Regions from separate parts of the Mus musculus genome. Here region 2 is linked to region 1. Evidence: chromatin contacts called from public HiChIP or PLAC-seq data. All regions are on one chromosome and are shown on one strand. The core of a region is the stretch at or near the end of the contact, and the rest is flanking DNA. Distances in the headings are between cores, read along the strand shown. Region 1 overlaps 4930578N18Rik (RIKEN cDNA 4930578N18 gene). Region 2 has its middle 40 kb from the start of Gm30790.

What was found. HiChIP or PLAC-seq counts read pairs in DNA pulled down with a chosen protein or histone mark.
Region 2: a FOXA1 HiChIP or PLAC-seq map of pancreatic cancer cells shows a contact between it and region 1. The contact joins two enhancer-like sites. A contact is called at or near these places in 1 of 484 Hi-C or Micro-C datasets (bone marrow-derived macrophages) and 1 of 115 datasets of contacts at active chromatin or transcription factors (pancreatic cancer cells).

The regions. Positions count from the first base shown.
Region 1 is chr16:76,147,152-76,153,950 of GRCm38.p6, reverse strand. 4930578N18Rik (RIKEN cDNA 4930578N18 gene) reads right to left here. Exons shown (of 3, transcript NR_040575.1): 2 at 101-183. Among named protein-coding and RNA genes, the nearest start is that of Gm22268, 18 kb to the right of the region's middle. Within about 2 kb of position 4,265, at least 17 of the 459 cell types and tissues checked have an H3K27ac peak or open chromatin away from gene starts, as enhancers often do. A contact at or near this core is called in pancreatic cancer cells, where this site is marked.
Region 2 is chr16:76,815,426-76,822,359 of GRCm38.p6, reverse strand. It overlaps the pseudogene LOC102632931. Among named protein-coding and RNA genes, the nearest start is that of Gm30790, 40 kb to the right of the region's middle. Within about 2 kb of position 5,664, at least 31 of the 459 cell types and tissues checked have an H3K27ac peak or open chromatin away from gene starts, as enhancers often do. A contact at or near this core is called in pancreatic cancer cells, where this site is marked.

The DNA of each region.
Region 1 (6,799 bases), core at 3,016-5,515:
CCCATGCTGGTGAGGTCACAGCTGAGAGGACGACCAACTACTGCTGCCATTTTCCTAAACTACTACAACTTCTAATTGTATTCTAAGTGCCGTTCTTTACCCGTAGATGGATGATGCTTTCACCTTTGTCAAAGAAGCTCCTTTTTTGCAACAGATGGCGACTCTGACAGAGATCCAGGATGGCTGAAATGCAGAGAATAAGGGTCTGTGACGGGTCTAATGCCAAATGATACAGCCACTACCCCTAAGACTGAGGGACCAGACACTCCAGGAGAGGGGGAAGATGTTGTAAGAGCTGATGGATCCAGATGCTTGTTGCTAGATATTATATCCTAGGAAACATGCACCCATGACTGAATAAGACTGGCTGAGATGGGATGACAATTATCAGTTGATATGCTAATGTGAGTGGAAGAAATTCCACAAAGTCGGACCCCTTGATGCAGAGCTGTGGGCAACAGATGGTTGCTGAGAAGAGAATCAGTTCTTTCCAGTGATGAGTCATCACATAAGCTGTTGAATTCCAGGTGGTTAGCCATGGACACATGTACATGTGAGCAAAAGTGAATGGACACAGTAGGTTGTATATATAAATGTATATACATGTACATGATGTATAGTACATATACGTACAAATGTAACATGTATGTATTTGTATATAACATTGTATTATATGTGTGTCTATATATATGGCAGTAATAATTTCAAAAGAACTCATCAGTTTGGGAGGGAGAATATGGAAGTAAGGTGATAAGGGGTGGGGGTGACTTGTGCATACAGTTCTCAAAAAGTAAAACTCCATTGTATGAAATTTTCAAGGAGTTAATAAAAATATTGTATTTAAAAAAAAAAACCAACACTTTTAGGGCTTGGAGAGATGGCTTTGTTGTGGAAATTGTTGAAGACCTGAATATAGATCGGCAGCGTACAAAAGCTAGATGAGGTTTTTGTTCCAGTCTGGAACCTCAGCTCTGGGGAGTCCTGCCAGCAAGTCTATTCATGCAGGTGAGCTCTGGGTTCAGACAGAGTCCTCTTCTCAAAAAATAAGCCAAAGATGGATTGAGGAAGATTTCTAGCATTAGCTATGAGCCTCCCCATGCACACATTTCCATGCACATCCATAAGCCTTTGTGCCTTCCATGTGCAAACATTATAAGAACATGGATACTCACACCTACACATACATGTAGACACATACACATGCATACAGACATGCAAACACACAGACACACACACATACATGGAGACATACACACATGCACACACATGTACACACACACACACACACACACACACACACACACACACACACATGATTAAATGTAAGCAAACTGCTGAGCACCACTGCTTATTCCAGGCAACCTTAAATGTGTCCAGAACACATATGTTACCTAGCCTAAACACTGGGCAAAAATCATCTGACTGAAACTGCATCTTATAATAGAACATTGAATATGTCATGTAACACATTGAAGATTTGTCTTACAAAAGCACTGGCTACCGTGAACACTACTAGAGTAATTTTAGGAACTGAAAGGCTAATTGGAAGTTGTGGCTATGGCCACTAGCTGGCTCCCAGGAGATATCATGACGTATACTCCTAGTCTAGAGATAATTCAAAATTCAAGGTAGGAATATCTGTTGAGTATTATCCAATCACTGTAAAAGTAAAAGTAGAAAAAAAAAATAGGTCCATCCTTGTAAAGTCAAGGACTGTCTGCCATGACTCTATTGAAGGGGTTCTTCTTCATAGTACGGGTTGACTTCAGAGGCAGCAGTCGCACCTCATCATGCTTGGTGTTCCTTCACACTCTGCATAAATATTTCCTGAGATGAATTCATTCGATAGACTTCACAAAATTGGGAGAGGCTAGGTACATTGCAATTTTAATATTGCATTTTTTGTATGTATAGCAAAAGCTAAATTATTCATATTGTCATTAAATTTTAAAAATAAATAACAATTAAATTTCTTGCCCATTAATCATCTGCAAATGAAAGCCAGCGAAGGCTGCTAGTCTACGTGGCTGTCTGCTTGGAGGACACGGATTTAAAAAAAAATACTATTTCCATGCTGGATAATCACTACACGGTGAAAAAAGGAGTCTTCTGAAAATTTACACGCAGAGGAGATGTTCTTTAAACTCTTTGTAAATTCTTTTCCATATTTCTTTTCTAATTACAAACATTATTTTATATAGTTTTTAAAATAGAAAATTCCTTCTTTATGCATAATACAAGTCTGTTCAGCCTTCTTGTGTTATATCACTACAAAAATATTAGCAGACATTTACTAAATGTTTGCTTTATGTCAGGGACTATTTAACGTACTTTATTTATAGATACATACACATATGATTTTACACACACGCGCGCGCGCGCGCGCACACACACACACACACACACACAAAATAAGTCATATATAATTCTCAAGGGTACTATGATATAATTACCATTGTTGACAGTGTTTGAAACATGGAAAAAGGAAGATCCCGGGTAAATTGGGAACTTGTCCAGAGATTTACAGATTCAGTTCTCACTGTCTGTCTGTTTACAGGCTGTGTCCTCCGGTTTTTCACATTGCATGCGGTGGGTAGAAATGAACTATAATAGAGTTTGTAAGAGTGCATATTTTCTACTCTGCAATAAGGCACAGCACCCAAGCTGAGCTCGGTGGCACGGTTTTGAATTTGGAGCTATGCTTTAACTATTTCAACTATCCGCACATCATGTTAACGCTGTAGCACGGAGTACAGTCTCACTGTGGAGCAAGTGCAAGCCCTGTTTGCCCCTGGATGAAATCCCCAAATAAAATGTAGAGGGAACAGACCCAGAAAACTACACCCGTTCTCCTCCTTTCTCTCCGAGTCAACTCCTTTTCTCTCTTATTGTATCTGCTTTTTACCAGTCACTTCTCTGGGTGAATTTGTTGGTGTTATTAGAAAATGCTTGCTTTACATTCATTTTATGCAGATTGTTATTTTAGACATATTTACATTTCAATCCTCATTCAGAGTACAGAGTTGCAGTTCAGCTTAGCTTTTTGCTGGATTATCCCAAAGTCCTTAGCAAACGAATTTAGATGACTGAGGATTTACTACACATTTCAGTCTGCTATTCCCCCACCATGATTGTTGTGTGTTAATTGAATACTGTTGATACTAATTCAGGGCTTGGGAAAACGGTACTTGCTGTCATAGGGCTTTTCCTTGACCTTCAAAAAATGTACCAGTCATTCTGATGAACACTTGCAAACTATTTTAGATTTCTTTCAATCCTCTTAGCCTTTGTAGATTATCAGATTCACAAGGATTACCCATCAAGAACCAAATGGCAGATGTCAGGGATTCCGGCTATCTCTCCTAGCATGCCCTAGACCATCACGTTTTTTTTACATTATTGTTTTCAAGAACTGTGGGTGCCGAGCAATGGAGAAGAATGTTGATTTTTGATGGAAAAAGTAGCAAGGTTAGAAGTTATTGTCCCAAACAACCTAGGAAGAATATATTTATTCTATTTAAAGATAAAGTAATCGAGCTAGGGAGATGGCTTGTATAGAGAAGTGCTTGCTACTCAAGTGTGAAGACCTGAGTTCACGTCTCTAGCACCCACTTAAAGAGGTGAGAAATCACATGTACCCATAATTTTAAGTCTGTGGGAGGAAGATAGAAACAGGAAGACCACTGAGACTCGCTGGCCACCAGCCTATCTGTAGGTTCAGCAAGAAACCCTGTCTCAAGGGAAGAAGAGTGAGAGATCAACATACAGTACCTTCTTCATAGGTTCACAAACATCAACATGAATATATTTGTGCATAGACCACACATTTACATACACAGACACACAGAGAAGGGTGTGGTATAGTTGTAAAGAATGAGTAATTTCAGCAAAATCCTTATTTCAGTGAACAGGGGAGCATGATAAGTTACATGTGTGTGCGTGAGATAGAGTGTGTGTTATGAGTGTGTGTGTCTCCTTCACAATATGTGAATATGAAAGGAAACTGTGAACAGACTCAGTACACTCGTCTAATGTCTATAATTGACTAAGAGACTACACAAAAGACAATTATGGGCAGACACTGGCTTTGAATGAACTGAAATGACGTCTTCCAGGGAGCATTTGCCAGCATTGGGCTTTGTAAATCACTCATTTAATGTCCTGGGAAGGCTGTTTCATTTCACAGGAAGTCAACATGATGAGTCGGACCTGACTCAGTCATGTTGGTGTGTGACAGTAACACTGGATGCTTGGTGAGGAGGAATTACCGCAGAATGGGGGAAATTTACATGAACCCAGCCTAAATAGATCATGCCTAGCAGTGCAGCTTCCTGAGAGAATAGTAAAGAAAGTTCGGATTGGCCTCAGCTTTCATCATAGCTTTGTCAGTCAGATGGATGAGCTTGCTAAGGTGAGCTCGTGTGAACTGCAGCTCTCTTCCTGCTGTCTTTCCTCTTCAAGACCAATGCTGTCATGATGCTTGTCTGTGCGTGTGCACATGCACTGCACACACAAGTGTGTGTCAGTGTGCATGTGTAACCAGCCTAGAAGGGGAGAGAAGAATAGGGGAGGCAGTGAGAAGAAGTTAGGTAATTGGTTCCTAAGAGTATTTGTGTGTGTGTGTGTGTGTTGTGTACGTGTGTTTGTGTCTGCATGCATGTGTACCGTCAACATTGTGTTTGTGTGAATTACAATCCATTCTGAGACCTTCTGAAGCTATTATTGCCTCTTCCAATCAGTTTCTCAGGAATTAAGTTTGACTCTTGAAGAGGCAGGCAACAGCCTGTACCATTTGTAAAAGTCCTCTGGTGATTGTGCATCCCTTAAAGGCCACTCCACAAACTCTGCACAGTGACATTTTAGCACACGGGCCTCCAGTGAGGACCTCTGCATTTTCTCTGCTAACTACAAAGAAAAATGAATCTCACAAATCAGTGGTGAGCTCATCTTAGGTCTTTACTGTATGTTTAGAAAGTTTGGGAAAAGTGGGACTGGGATTTTAAAGTCCATTCCATGCAAGACTTAGAGAAAGTTCTGGAAGCTCTAATAAACCAGATAAACAAACAAACAAACAAATCCAAAACCAAAACCAACCAACCAACCAAAAAATTCCAGACCATGTGTGTCAATTGCCTAGGAAGCATGGACTTGAGGACTTATACAAGAGATTTATGGACACCAATTAGACACACGAAAATAAGTAAAAACATCGAAGTAATATATGTTAAAGTGGAGATTGAGATAAGGGGTGTGCCATTAATCACTTATTTTAAAAATTAAAAAAATTTCAACTGTGATCACTCATTGTCATTCCTGAGATGACGGCCTTACGTCAGCAGCTTGCCTTGGTTAGTTTGGGGCCCTATGTTTGGTTTCCAAACTCCTGTGGCCTTGCAGCCCCTTTAACCTTAGCATTCTAGAACAGTGGGTCTCAACGTCCCTGATGTTGTCCCTCATGCTATGACCCTATATTTAATACAGTTCCTCATGTCGTGGTGACTCCAACCGTAAAATTATTTTTGTTGCTACTTTCTAACTGTAATTGTGCTACTGTTATGAATTGTAATCTAAGTATTTGTGTTTTCTGATGGTCACGGGTAAGCCCTGTGAGAAGATCATCCCATGCCCAGAGGGGACGCAACCCATAGACTGGGAACCTCTGCTTAGAACACTTGCTGCTCTAAGGCAGAGACACTCTTTTCACGACCATAACCTTATGATTTCTATGATCTACATACGAATCTAATTTCTTTCTGGGTTACCTGCTTCTTCTTACTCTGTAAGGAAAGAAAGGAGGAGTGAATTGGTTTCGAAGCATGCATGCTTGCTTTCCAAGGAAGGAGGTTAAATGCTATTGGAAGCAGTTGTGTTTAATGCTTAAAGTGGTCGTTCCTAAATTGGATGCTTGGCTGGTGATCAGAGATTCTAGGAAAGCATTTTAATTGATTACAGTGTTTGGCTTCAAAATGCCCTTGCATGTGCTTGGGAAATCCATTTTTTGGACATATATATCTTTCTTAAAGAAAATTCTCTCTGAGGGAACAGAAAAAGGTGTGAGGTCATGTTCTCTTCTAATTAAAGATTACACATTTCTTTTTCTAACATATATATTTTGTACCACGCACTTCCTTTTAACCTTTTTTTTATAGCATCTAGATATACATTTTGATATGTTCTTGTTTTCATGTTATGAAATTTAAAAGATAATTTAGGGCTGGAGATATATAACTTGGTAGTTGACACCTTGTTTAGGGATACAAGGTTCTGGCCTTAATTCATAGCAACACATTAAAGTTCTCTGCTGTTTAACTTGATCATTGATTCATAAGATATTTCAAAATACAGTGCTTGGTCTGTGTATATGATTACTGACGTGCGTGCTGCTGCTCATATCTGTGGTGGTGAAAGACCTCCTGTGTTTGGTCTTCTTTCTCTCTTTCTCTCTCTCTCTCTCTCTCTCTCTCTTTTAAATTAGATATTTTCTTTATTTACATTTCAAATGTTATCCCCTTTCCTAGTCCCCCACACCCCTAGGAATACTACTATCCCCTCTCGCTCCCCCTGCTTCTATGAGGGTACTCAAGCACCCACCCACCCACCCACCCACTCCCACCTCCCCACCCTGGCATTACCCTACACTGGGGCATGGAGCCTTTACAGGACCAAGGACCTCTCCTCCCATTGATGCCTGACAAGGCCATCCTCTGCTACATATATATGGCTGGAGCCATGGGTCCCTCCATGTGTACTCTTTGGTTGGTGTTTTAATCCCTGGGAGCTTTGGGAGGGGGGTCTGGTT
Region 2 (6,934 bases), core at 4,415-6,914, 670 kb before region 1:
GACTCAAAAACGTGATCCAGAAATTCCAGTTCTCAATGATGCATATACAAACACAAAGAGACCAGGGACTCAAAGGACTCTTTGCCCACTTATGTTCATAGCAATATTGTTCCAAAATGTGGAAAACACCAAGGTCTGTTAGTGGTGTGTAGAGATAAATACAATATAGCCTGATAGCATCATACTTCGCTCTATCATTGACTGCAAAGTGGGTGAACCTCGAGGATATTGAGCTAAGAGAAAGAAGTTGGTCAGAAGGAGAAAAAACACATACAGAGCCTACTAATTTGAGGAACATAGTACTCAAATTCAGAGAAGCATGAGGATGGTGGTGGCCAGCAATTGAGAAGGACACAATGGGGAGCTAGTCAAAGAAGGCTGAGTTTTATTCTGTAAGTGAACGTTCATAACTTACTGAATTTCATGCAGGTAAATGGTTATTAAAGGTAAATCATAAACGTATTTTTTCCATAATAAAAAATTCTTAAGGGCAAAACTGTTTTCAGAATGAATATACATGTGCTCTTCTATTTAAAATATTGTAAAGAGGAAGGGAGGGGCCTCTAAAGAGGAGGGGCATCACAGGTGCTTGGGGGAGCGCTCTGCCTGGCCAACAGGATGGCCGGCAGAGGTAAATTAGTCGCAGTGATTGAACATGAGGACAAGGTGACAGGTTTCCTGTTGGACAGCATACAGGAGCTAAACAAGAACTGCCACCCTAATATCCTGGTAGTGGAGAAGGATACCACCTTCAATTTGTTATAAATTTGATCAATGAGATCAAAGACACTTTCAGGCAGTTTCTAAACAGGGATGACATTGGCAACATTCTCACCGCAGAGATGGCTCGGCATGCCCTGGATGCCCACCCGAGGTCCATTCCAGCTGTCCTGGCGATCCCGTCCAAGAAGCATCCCTACGATGCAGCCAAAAGACTCCATCCTGCACAGTGCCAAGGGTATGTTCATCGCTGAAGACCTGCGCTAGGGCTCCTCAGCCCACAACCCTCCTCTCGCTACCAGGCCTCTCCTGGTTTACCGTGCTCTGTTTAAGTTTCAAGCCTTGGTTTCCAGCCCCTCCCTTCCTATTCACTGAGTGGCTCTTAAGCTGTTGGGGTTCAGTTGTTCAGGTCTAGGCTGGGTAGGGAAAGAAAGCCCAACCGTTTCTCTACTGCCTCCTCCTTGTGCTGTTAAACAGTATCATTGTTGATATTAAAGGAATATTATCTCCAAAAAAAAATGTAAAGATACAGAAAAATGGAGATCTCCAATACTAAATATTTGCTTGCCTCTCTTCCACTTTGAAAAATATTATCAATTTTTATGGAGGAAAATATCTTTTATTGGTGACTTTTGTTGCTTTTTTGTTGCGTTATAATTTCATAAAAACAAAAATTAAAAGAAGACTCCAGTATACCTATTAATAATGTTGACAACATACTATTTCTATTCCATTGGGGTATTTAGAAAATAAATATGAAATAGTATTGGGAATGCGTGATGTATGTTTCTTAACAGTTTTGAGTTATAAGCTCTATTGAAATTATGAGATTTGTTGTAATCAAACATTTGTTATAAATTTGCAAGCATGTTAGCTGAGAGTATTTTTCAATAACCTTATAGGGAAGCCCATACAGTGGATAGTGATACGTGGTGTTAATCTTTAAGGTTTTGAGGACAAAGGCAAAATGAAGTCTAGAAGCAAAGTGTCCCCTCTTGAGTGTCTGTGGCCCGAGGAGATGTCTGCATTGCTCCACAAAAGAGCCCTGACCCAGGACATCCAGCTACACTGTGTCCCCTGAGTTGCAGAAACTATGAGAATGAATTTTCTGTTTAAAGATAGTAAGATGTGGAGCTAATGTACTACACATTGACTGATCACAAATACATTCCTTTAAAAGTAGTATTTTAAGGCAAGATCCATATTAAAATATCTTTTAGATAGTTTGAGTTGCTTTCTGTCATATCTGTGTCATCTTGAAAATTGCCAAACATACTGTAGGCACTCAATAAATACTCAGGAAACTGAGCTGTTAACCAACTTGACCCAAGATGCAAAAGGCGGTAACAAAGTATTAATGATAAGTAAGTGGCGAGTCTGAAAATTTTCTAGCCACCAAATTAAGAAAACATTGGCAGCAGAAACCTTGTTTTCATTCAAAATAAGCGACCTGATGGAGCATATTAACAAACAGGGACATGATTTATTCATTACCATTTGCTACCTCTTGACTGCGAAAATTAAATTGTTCTGCAGATGCTAGATACACCCTGAGACCTTTTCAATTTCTTCTCTGGCCTCCCCTTGTTAATTATTCTTGTTTTCTTTAAAGGACTGCAGGCAAATAAGCAATATCCTGCCTCTTTGGCAAATAATGGATCGTTTGGCTTCCTGAACTTCTGCATAGATTGTGTGTCTCTCCCTGCGTTTACTTAACATCTTGAGCAGAAATGATGGAATTAGAGTGATTTCTTACTGGAAACCAAGCACAGAGAGGAGCAAGTGCTGACTACTTTGGCCACGGTGCAAGATAAAACAGATGTCCAGAAAAGTCACTCCCTCACATTACTTTAAAATATATGTTTCACCGATCTTCTTTATCGCAGAAAAAATTCTTTCCAACTCATCCTTTCTGTTGCTGATCTTATAAGCACCCATATCAAATTATAGATTTGAAATAGAAGAGTCACCCTAGACCTCTAATGTCAAGTGAGAGTGTAAATAAATCAAGTAAAATTGCTTTGCCTTTACTATTAAATAAAACATTATGGAAGCATCTTAGCTCAATTCCTTTTCTAAAATATCCTTATAATGAAATTATATAAAATTAAAGATGTTGCCAAATTGAAACTGAGGTTTAAATCATTGTAAAAAATTTATTATTACTTAACTTTAAATCAGGAATTAGCAACCTTTTGTCTGCTATAAATATTTATTGAAATGTACCCATGTCCATTCCTACAAAGGAAACAAACATTATCTATGATGGCATGCATCCATGCTATAGTTGTAGAATTGCGTATCTGCGACAGAAACTACATCTTGAAATATGAAACATATTCACTGGCCCTTTATAGAAGATATTTGGTGACTCTTGTATACATACAAAACATGAAAGCAAGTCTTTTACATTGCATCACGCTGATGTTAAGTTTCCTTCCAAGGGAAGGCGACTTGAAGACATTTCAGAATTTCATGGAGGAGTACTGTAGCAAGGATGTGACAACCCACGACCACTGCTCAGCTTTGGAGATCACCAGGAAGGTGTTCTTCCTGTATGTTTGGGTTTCTTGTCATCATAAATTCAAATGTGGTTAAGCCAAACCCTTTTAAGCTGAGGAGTGTACTGGCTTCACACCAATCCACACTCACATCTCTACATTTTCCCGCATTTCTTCTCTAAGCCCACCAAGTGACTGATGTTTGGATGTGTCTCCTGAGATACTTGCCTATTGAAAATGTCCAATTCTGCTACCATGACTTGATTCTCCTTTCCTAAATGGATCTTTTCTCCTTAGCTTGCAGTCGCTACAGTTGTCTACAGACTTGGGCTGTCTGCACTCTCTCCAACTCTATATAACAATGTTGAGCTTCATCTTCGAGCGCAGATTCTTGTATCATGGTTATCATTCTCCAGCTTTAATCATGAATAACTCTCTCACCATCTGATTCATAAATTTCTATCTTAGAATGTCTTCTTCTCTGTCTGACCAAGCAAGATACACTGAGCGATAACGGGCATTCTGGTACACTGAACAGGTCATTTGAGGGAGTAAAGGTGCTAGACTAATGTAAACCTAAGGACAGATGCTGTAAAAAAAAAATGTCAGGCTGCTGACTGTTTACATACCACAACTATGTTCTATAGAGGACCAAACAATTATTTGTTTTGACCATGTATGAAAACAGATTTTTAAAAATAAGACTTTTGCTTAAAACTAAAATTAAATATGAAGATTGGCATAAAATAGTAGTAAATATTTGCCAAGAATTAGAAAGCTTATAGGAAAAAAATTCCATAAAGAGCACCAGTGTTAATGACTTGAGCTAGGCAGGTAGCTATTATGTTTAAAATTGGGATGATACTTATGGTCTATAAAGATTTCTGATTGTGGTAATGACTCAATTTTTATGTTTGTTTTGCTTTTCATTTTGACCAAGATATAGTTAAAAGGCAAGTTAAAAATAAATAAGCAAATAATAAAAAAATAAGAGGCCACACTTAAATTACTTAGAAATTTCTTTTCTTTTCTTTCTAGTTCCTAACTGCCAGCTTCTCTTTTCATTTAAGACTCTTATCTTTGAATAAGCGTTTTGCACATAATATTTGAATCAAAGAATAAGGTTTAAAGACTCGAGGGCACAAAACTTTGTAAAGAGTAGCATAGAGTACGCTGGGGAGGTAGACCAGAGGTTTGGAGAACTTAGTAGGAAGTCATGAGGACCAGACTTTGGATATGAGAATCACATAACAATCTTGCATATACATACCCATAAACACAGCTCCAAGCCAGGCTGATGCTGGAAGATCACGAGTGCTAGGCTAGATGAGAATAGAGTAGCCGCAGCCAAGGAGCATGTCTTCATCAAAGGAACAGGAGAGGGCAATCGAGAAGAACCAACTTACAAAAACACGTGTGTCTGCACACACGTATGTGCATACCCTAACTCAAACACACACACACACACACACACACACACACACACACACACACACACACACACACACACACAGAGACACACCCATAGATTAAAACAAACTAACAATGTATCTTTGTGGAAAGTAATGCAAGGAGCTAGAGAAAAAAATTATAAAGGGAAGAAAAGCAGAAGGAAAATAGATGAAGGAGGCACTGTCCAGTGTTTGAGATAAGACGAGGAGTGTGTAAACTGAGAACGGGAACGTGGGCAAGGACTCAGGGAAGCACCATGCTTTAACCTCTGTGAAGAGCCCATTAAGAAGAGATGGAAACTAGCTGCTGGCCATAAAGGTGGTGTGACCTCCTGTAATTATCCTGTATACAAAAGATGTGAGTCCCAACTCCATCACGAATGACCTTATGTCCTGGGTGAAAGGAGCCATGAAGATGAGTGGTTCTGGTCTAAATGCGCAAATTGTACCATGAAATGGGACCAAGAATGCTCAGCGCAGTGCCATGACTGGACAGGGAATTCTCCAGACACAGTAATCAAAGTTCTCGATAGTACTATAGCAAAAATTATGGGTAATATGGAAAAACACAATGTTGGGTACAAGAAGTTATTCTCGGTAAAGACACACATTCAGTTAAAATATATTTAAGGTGAGCCTTCTGTATGTTAGGGCTCATTGTTCTAGGCTTCAAAGATCAAACTACTGGGTACAAACTACAGTAGGACTTCAGAATGTTGACCTTCCAGTAGTGGGGGCTGTTCAAACCAAAGAATTATTTCCTCCGAGGAAGAGGCAGGACAGCTGCTTTATCGCATGAATTGACACTTATTACATTTCAATGTGAAGCAAATAAGAAAACGGAAAGGACTGTGCATTTAAGAGCCAGGCCACCAGGAAGAGCTGGTTTTCTGCTCCACAACGAAGAGGATGATTACTATGACGAGTCTAAAAGGGCATGTGGGTTCTCAACAGGTGTCCCAAGTAGGCAAGGGCAGGGCACACAATGAGCAATGTGCGCAGAGGGCAGGAGCTTGGCACAAGAACCCAGAGGGAGTAGGAAGATGAGTCATAGCAGAGGAACTAGAGGAGCGTGAGTTTGAGGACGTGAGAGGGCAGGCGACCACAGGAGTGTGCGTTTGAGGGGTGGCCAAGAATGGCAGCAATGAATATCTCTGTGGGATTAAGTGGCCCCAAGCTTCTGAAAGACTCTGGCTTCAAGTCTGTTCACCTTGGAACGCACACACGCACACACACACAGAGATGTGGAGTTGGGATGAGAGAGAGAGAGAGACAGAGAGAGAGAGAGAGAGAGAGAGAGTTGGCACGGGCTTCTGTCTGTGTCCCAGCCCAGTCAGCGTCTCGGTCAGACTTCCAGAATGGATGGCCTCTGTTGAGTGAGGGCCAGCTTGGCTGGAAGGACAGTGGGGAAGCAAGACCTCAGTCAGGCATGAGAGAAGCATACTGGGAGTGAAAGATTCCTCCTGGTCTTGTGGGCTCAGTCATGTGAGGGGTCTGGGTAGACACGGCCATAGATCATTACCAAGGCCATGTCACAGTGAACAGTGAATTCTTGCTTCCCTGTGTGGTCCAGCTCTTACCCAACTGGGAAGAGTCGGACGGAGTCAAGGAAGCGTCTCTATGCTCTCAATTTGGGCAGCTCATCTGTGAGCAGATCTGTTTGAGATGAAGAGATTTGGTTTGGAGCAATTTCCTCTCCACAACCAAAACAAACTGTAGTAGATGTAATTTACCATAAAGTTGCAATCAATGTGGAATTAAGCAAATGTCATGAGAAATTTTTATTCTTTACGCTAAAGGGTATGCAGTTATATGGTATATATATATATATATAATCTCCCCCACACTTACATTGTAATTTTCTCCTACTTAGATATTCTTTTCTTTTTCCTGACTACAAACATTCCTGAATTTTGGTTTGTGGTTCTCTGTTGGCAAAGCTTCATGCACAAAAACCAAGTCCAAAGATCTGGACCCAACAGAACAGCAGTGTTGGGAAGAAAGTATTTTTAGGAAGCTGTTGAAGGATGTGATATATTTATTGCTTTGAGTTGTACTTTTCTGTTTGTTCAAATAAGCATCAGACACCAAAAGATTTTGGAGCTCATAGAATCTCAAGTTGAGTAGGCTGAAAATTTTTATCTGTCTTTAAAACTGGGTTTTGGAAGAATGTCTTCCTAGTCGTTTCTGTCACTTGTATCAACACTGTTTTGGTTAATTTTTCTCTTGTGAACAATAGCCTCTGCTTTCTAAATGCTTAAA